Regions from separate parts of the Mus musculus genome. Here region 2 is linked to region 1. A link is a contact called in public Hi-C data. All regions are on one chromosome and are shown on one strand. The core of a region is the stretch at or near the end of the contact, and the rest is flanking DNA. Distances in the headings are between cores, read along the strand shown. Region 1 holds the start of Mrps22 (mitochondrial ribosomal protein S22). Region 2 holds the start of Cep63 (centrosomal protein 63).

Region 1 (2,664 bases), core at 88-2,587:
CCATCCATCCATCCATCCATTGATCCATCCATCCATCCATCCATCCATCCATCCATCCATCCATCTATGCATCCATCCATTTACCAATCCATCCATCCTTCCATCCATCCATCCACCCATCCATTCTTTCATTCAACAAGTATTTGTTCTGCACATAAACAGTACTAGGTAAAATTATAATAATGTATAGGCATAGCCTTCATGTGGTGAGAAAAATAAGCAGATAATAAGGAGAATGACCAGAAATTATAGAAGGGCCGATGAAGGGAAGGTATAAGGTGATTGGTGGTTATGGATTCAGAATGAAGAACAAACATTTGGGGTGCGTTTGAAAAGTTTGAAAGAACTGCAAACAGTTGGATTTAAACCCGCAAGTGGGGGAAGAGGTCTAGGAGGGCAATACACATTCATTATTCAGAACCATAAAACCAAAAAGAAAAGAGAAAAGGAGCACAGAGGAAAAAAATACAAAAACAAAACAAAAAACCTGTACACACATCGAGAGACTCAAACACGTACTTGTGAATAAGCAGTTGGTGGGATGTTGCACGTGCCCATGTGTTGTTAGGACCCGAACCTAGGGCAAGTACTCTAGTGCTGAGCTAAATTCCAAGCCCTTATTTTGTTTCTTTTGGTTTTTTTTTTGTTTTTTTTTTTTTCGAGACAGGGTTTCTCTGTGTAGCCCTGGCTGTCCTGGAACTCACTCTGTAGACCAGGCTGGCCTCAAACTCAGAAATCCGCCTGCCTCTGCCTCCCAAGTGCTGGGATTAAAGGTGTGCGCCACCACGCCCGACTATTTTGTTTCTTAATGTATGTACTCTTAACATGTATGTATTATGTGTGTATGCATGTGTGTGTATGTGGTATATGTCTTGTATACAAATGATAAAGCTAATACTATAAACAAACAAACAAAAGTAAATGGGCTGGTGAGATTCCTGCTCAGGTTGTAAAGATACCTGCTACCAAGTTTCACCTGAGTTCCATCTCTGGGTCGAAAGAGAGCGGCGACTCTCCCAGGCTATCCTCTGACCTCCACATACAAGTTCATGCGCATGCACACACAAACAAAATTACTTTAAAAAAATTCTTTAAAAAGTTCATTCCCACATCTGTAATCAGAGGTCAGAAAGCGGATTGCAGCGGGTTTGAGGTCAAGACTGCAGAGACTGTCTCTAAGAGGGAAGCGGGGCGGGGCATATAGCTCATTCCATACAGTGCTTGCCTTGCTTGCACAAAGATTTTAGTAGTTTTAAAACGCTTCCGCGGCGCCTTGCCTCCACCCAGACTACATTTCCCAGAATGCTGCACAAAAACCTCTCGAGCCGGAAGTTGCTCTATCGATTCCGGCGCAAAGAGCGTCTGGTAATCATGGCTGCAGTCAGAACACCGTTGTCGCTGTGGAGGTTCCAATTGGGCTCTCGGCGAGCACGGCGGGTCTGTACTCGGGCCACAGCCCAGCGCCACCCCGATGCTCTGCTCGCGACGCGGCCCCAGCCATTCGAGGTGGGGCAGCCTCGCCGCCTGCTCAGCTCCGAGGCAGGTGAGTGACCGCCAGAACTCTGCTGAGCGCCCGGGAAACTTAGAGCTTGCTCTAACGAGTGAAGGCGGCTTGTCAGACTGCGTGCGGCTTCCGTCCGTCCTTGCAGAACTTATCTAAGTCCTCATTCATTCATTCATTCAGTCACTAGTGCTTGCGTGCCGCCCCTTGCAAAGCATTACACTACATTAGCTTGGGGCATGCTGTAGGGTTGACCTGGACTCTGTTATCCCAGTGGCGATTGGCAGAGTTCTGTGATCCAGGCTACGTCGGGCATGGGGGGAGGGGGGGGCGGAAAGCACTTAGCTGCCTTTCAAACTATGTTGGACGCATAGGGATGAATCCCAGGGAAAATACGGGCAACGCTGCCACCAGGCTAACCATGCTAAGGTTAAAAGAACAAGAGGACACCATAATAAGCAGAGGTATAGAGAAGAAACTGAACGCTGGTATTTTGGGGGAACGTATTTTGGAGTTAGGATTGATAATGTCTAAGTAAGTGTCCAGGTTTTGATGGTAAGCAGTTGAATGGAGACTCGTGGCAAGCTAGAGAACATTAATGGTAGAAACAGTTTATGTGGTTGATTTTTGAGTTTGGATTGATGACTCGGTAAAATGAAAATTAAAAAACGGGAAAGGAGGCGGAATTTTGCTTGTTTTGTGTTGAAGTTGAGATGTCTTTGTTATTCCAGGGTCAGTATACAGTTAGATACAAATTGAGGCGCACTGGAGTAAAAAAACGATCACTAGAGTCGAGCAGGTGCGTGAGCTTGTCTCAAGACAGTGTAGTGCTGAGCATGTATATAGTTACTGGAGCTTGTGGGTGACCATGAGAATAAACACAGGAGTTTGGTCTTCAAAGAAACGTTCTCGTTAGTTTTGTGTCAACTTGACACAAGCCAGAGTTATCTGAATGGAAAGAAATGCCTCCATAAGATCCAGCTGTAGGACATTTTCTTACTTAGTGTTTGAGGTGGGAGGGCCCAGTCCATTGTGGGTAGTGCAATGCCTGGGCTGGTGGTGGTCCTGGATTCTATAAGAAAGCAGGGGGAGCAAACCAGTAAGCAGCACCCCTCCATGGCCTCTGCATCAGCTTCTGCCTCTGGGCAACTTGTGTTTGTGTC
Region 2 (2,664 bases), core at 87-2,586, 4.0 Mb before region 1:
CACACACACACACTGAAGCTCCCTCTGCCACGTTAAAACCAGGTGATAACTTAGCAGTTTTCCTCAGACATAACCAGACCCTAGCTAGTGGATAACGCAAAGCCAGCTGAAGGGCCACTTCTAATCACCCCTCAGGGTTTGACAAGCCTTTTGTTTTTGTAGCTGAGCCTTGGGCTGCATTTCACACCTTCTGGTGCTGACTTTCCCAGTCCCTATGGATTGCACCTTTTTCTAAAGTGCTCTGACTTTCTCTCCAGCTTTTCAGCAGGCTCTGTCCTTGAATGCTTTGCTGCTTGCCTCAAATGATCTATGAAACAAGTCAGGTCAGCTTTGTGACTGACTGGCAGGGTACTACTGTCTCCAGCGGTAATGTAAGGATACCCAGTCTTTCCACAAGTTCGCCTCAATACTTTGTAACATGACTCTCTTCTACATGCTTAGAAACTAGCACGCTTTTCACCCACCCCCGTCCCTCATCACTTATGCTTGGCCGTCCTTCCAAACACATCTATTTTCCTGGGTCAGGTGCTCGGGTGCTCACCCTTTACGTAAACAGAAAGTTCCCCCGCTCCGGATACCAGATAATATCAAACTCTCAGCTCTCAGATTGTTTCCTTTAGACCCCAGGCTGAGTGCAGTCCCAAGGGTCCATTCCTTCACCAGTCCCCTAGATCTCTGGGCACAATACGTGACAACAGGAGGAAAGCTTGTCACATTGCCCGGATATCTCTTTCTAGACATTAGATGCGTACGTCCTATGAGACATACACACCTTTCATGCACACAGCTTTGTAAATGTATTTCTAAGCTACGAGCACGGCGCCTACACTAAAATGGCCCTCGGAGGCCACCATCCTGGGACACTACAGTCACCCGCTGCAGCGACTTCCGGTTCGAGGGGTGGGAGGATACTACATGCGGAAGTGCAAGGGGGGAGGTCGAGCGTCGCCATGGGGGCTCCGTTCCACTCCGCACAGCGTGCAGTAAAGAAGTGGCTCTGAAGCTCGGTTGAAAGTACCGGCCCGCGCCTCTGGAAGCGGTAGACGCCGGAGTTCGAGGGCGAACGCTTGGCCACCCTCGGAAACCCGGGCCGCGGGCGCGAAAAACCCTTACCCACTGCGCGCGCGTCGGCTTCCTCCCGGCCCCGCCCTTCTTCTGGGTCACGTGACTCGCGGCGCTCTCAAGCCCCGGATGTGGGTGAGTCCAAGCGCTGCGGCAGGGGGCGGGACGGACAGCGATTTGTTGTGACTTGCGCGCATCCCCGGCCGGAGGAACGGCGGGCAGGCCCGGGGGCGCGCTCCGCCGGAGGCGCGCTCTGCCGGGGGCGCGCTCTGTAACCGACCGCATGCCCCAAAGACGGGCGAGCTGCGGCTAACTGTGGTGCGGTCTCGGCCCTGGCCACGGTGGTGCCGCTAGGCTCCAGGCCTCATGGCCCGCGGCCGCAGCTCGTTGCGGCCCACCTGCCGCGGGGCTTTCCAATGCCGGGTTGCGGCTGCCCGGTCGTCGCGCCCCTGGGTTCCTCCTCCTCCCTATGGGACTCTGGGCTGGCCGGCCAGGTGCTTCGGCCTGCGGGAGGGCGGGCTGCGGGCTGTGGGCTGCATGGCTCCCGGGAAGGGACCCGGCTGCTGCTGCTGCCGCCGGTGTAGGACCAGGCCTTAGCGTTAGCCGCCCAGCGGGAAGCCCGCAGGGTTCCTTGGTGATGTTAGTATGAGAGGTGCGGAAATGTGGCGGGAACCCCTGATGGCAGGGGAATTGCAGATGGCTTCACGCTTTCAAGTCAAGCATAGGAAACAAGATTGGTGGAGTGAAAGTTTGGAAAGGGGAATTCCACAACAGCGCTTTCACGCGGAGACACTTGACAGTGAATGGGCTTTTGTCCTTTACAAAATCGTGGAGTTAGTGCATTCTGATGTCAGACCTAGTTTTCATTTACAGACTGTAGACTTGTTGCCAAAAGTGCTCCCCATTCTCCCCAACTAGCGCTGGCTCTCCTTTGTAGCTATGATCTGGAACTTGCAGTGTAGACCAGGCTGGCCTCAAACTCAGAGATGGGCCTACCTATGTCTCCTAATTAAGGATCCGCGCCACCTCGCCTGGCTTTCTTGAGGCCAATTTAGAGTTTCAAAAATGTATTACTTTATTATAGCTCTTTGTACAACTCGAATATTTGTATTTTATATTTTGTATGTAAGTCAGAGATCAATGGCTATAGTTATCTTTAGCTTTTTACACTTTTTTTTTTTGTTTTGTTTTTCGAGACAGGGTTTCTCTGTGTAGCCCTGGCTGTTCTGGAACTCACTCTGTAGACCAGGCTGTCCTCGAACTCAGAAATCCGCCTGCCTCTGCCTCCCGAGTGCTGGGATTAAAGGCGTGCGCCACCACGCCCGGCTTTTACACTTATTCTTAAAGGCTGCAGCTTAACGATATGATGAAACGAATTATCTTATTTGGAATGCAGCGCCATTTTTAGGTTAATTTTTGTCCCGTGCTCTCTGTCTTTTACTGTGTCGTCCTCAGTGGTCAGTATAGTAAAGGAGGCTGCGAAACTAAAGAGGGTTAGAGACTTAAACCACAGACACATGTCCCTTTAAAATGTGTATATGCTGAAGTTTCAGAAACAATGGAGATATTGTTAATCATGCTGCTGCTGCTTCCTCCCGTGGA

Evidence for each region. Hi-C and Micro-C count contacts between places; a contact is called where the count stands out from the background.
Region 2: a contact with region 1 is called in a Hi-C map of CD4 T cells, with 5 times the contacts expected there. The contact joins the promoter of Cep63 here to the promoter of Mrps22 in region 1. A contact is called at or near these places in 1 of 39 promoter capture datasets (erythroid cells) and 1 of 484 Hi-C or Micro-C datasets (CD4 T cells).

The regions. Positions count from the first base shown.
Region 1 is chr9:98,600,352-98,603,015 of GRCm38.p6, reverse strand. Mrps22 (mitochondrial ribosomal protein S22) reads left to right here and starts at 1,337. Exons shown (of 8, transcript NM_025485.3): 1 at 1,337-1,543. The coding sequence starts at 1,372.
Region 2 is chr9:102,624,796-102,627,459 of GRCm38.p6, reverse strand. It overlaps Cep63 (centrosomal protein 63), which reads left to right and starts at 1,336. Exons shown (of 17, transcript NM_001081122.1): 1 at 1,336-1,556. The coding sequence starts at 1,479. It overlaps Anapc13 (anaphase promoting complex subunit 13), which reads right to left and starts at 1,164. Exons shown (of 3, transcript NM_181394.3): 1 at 1,114-1,164.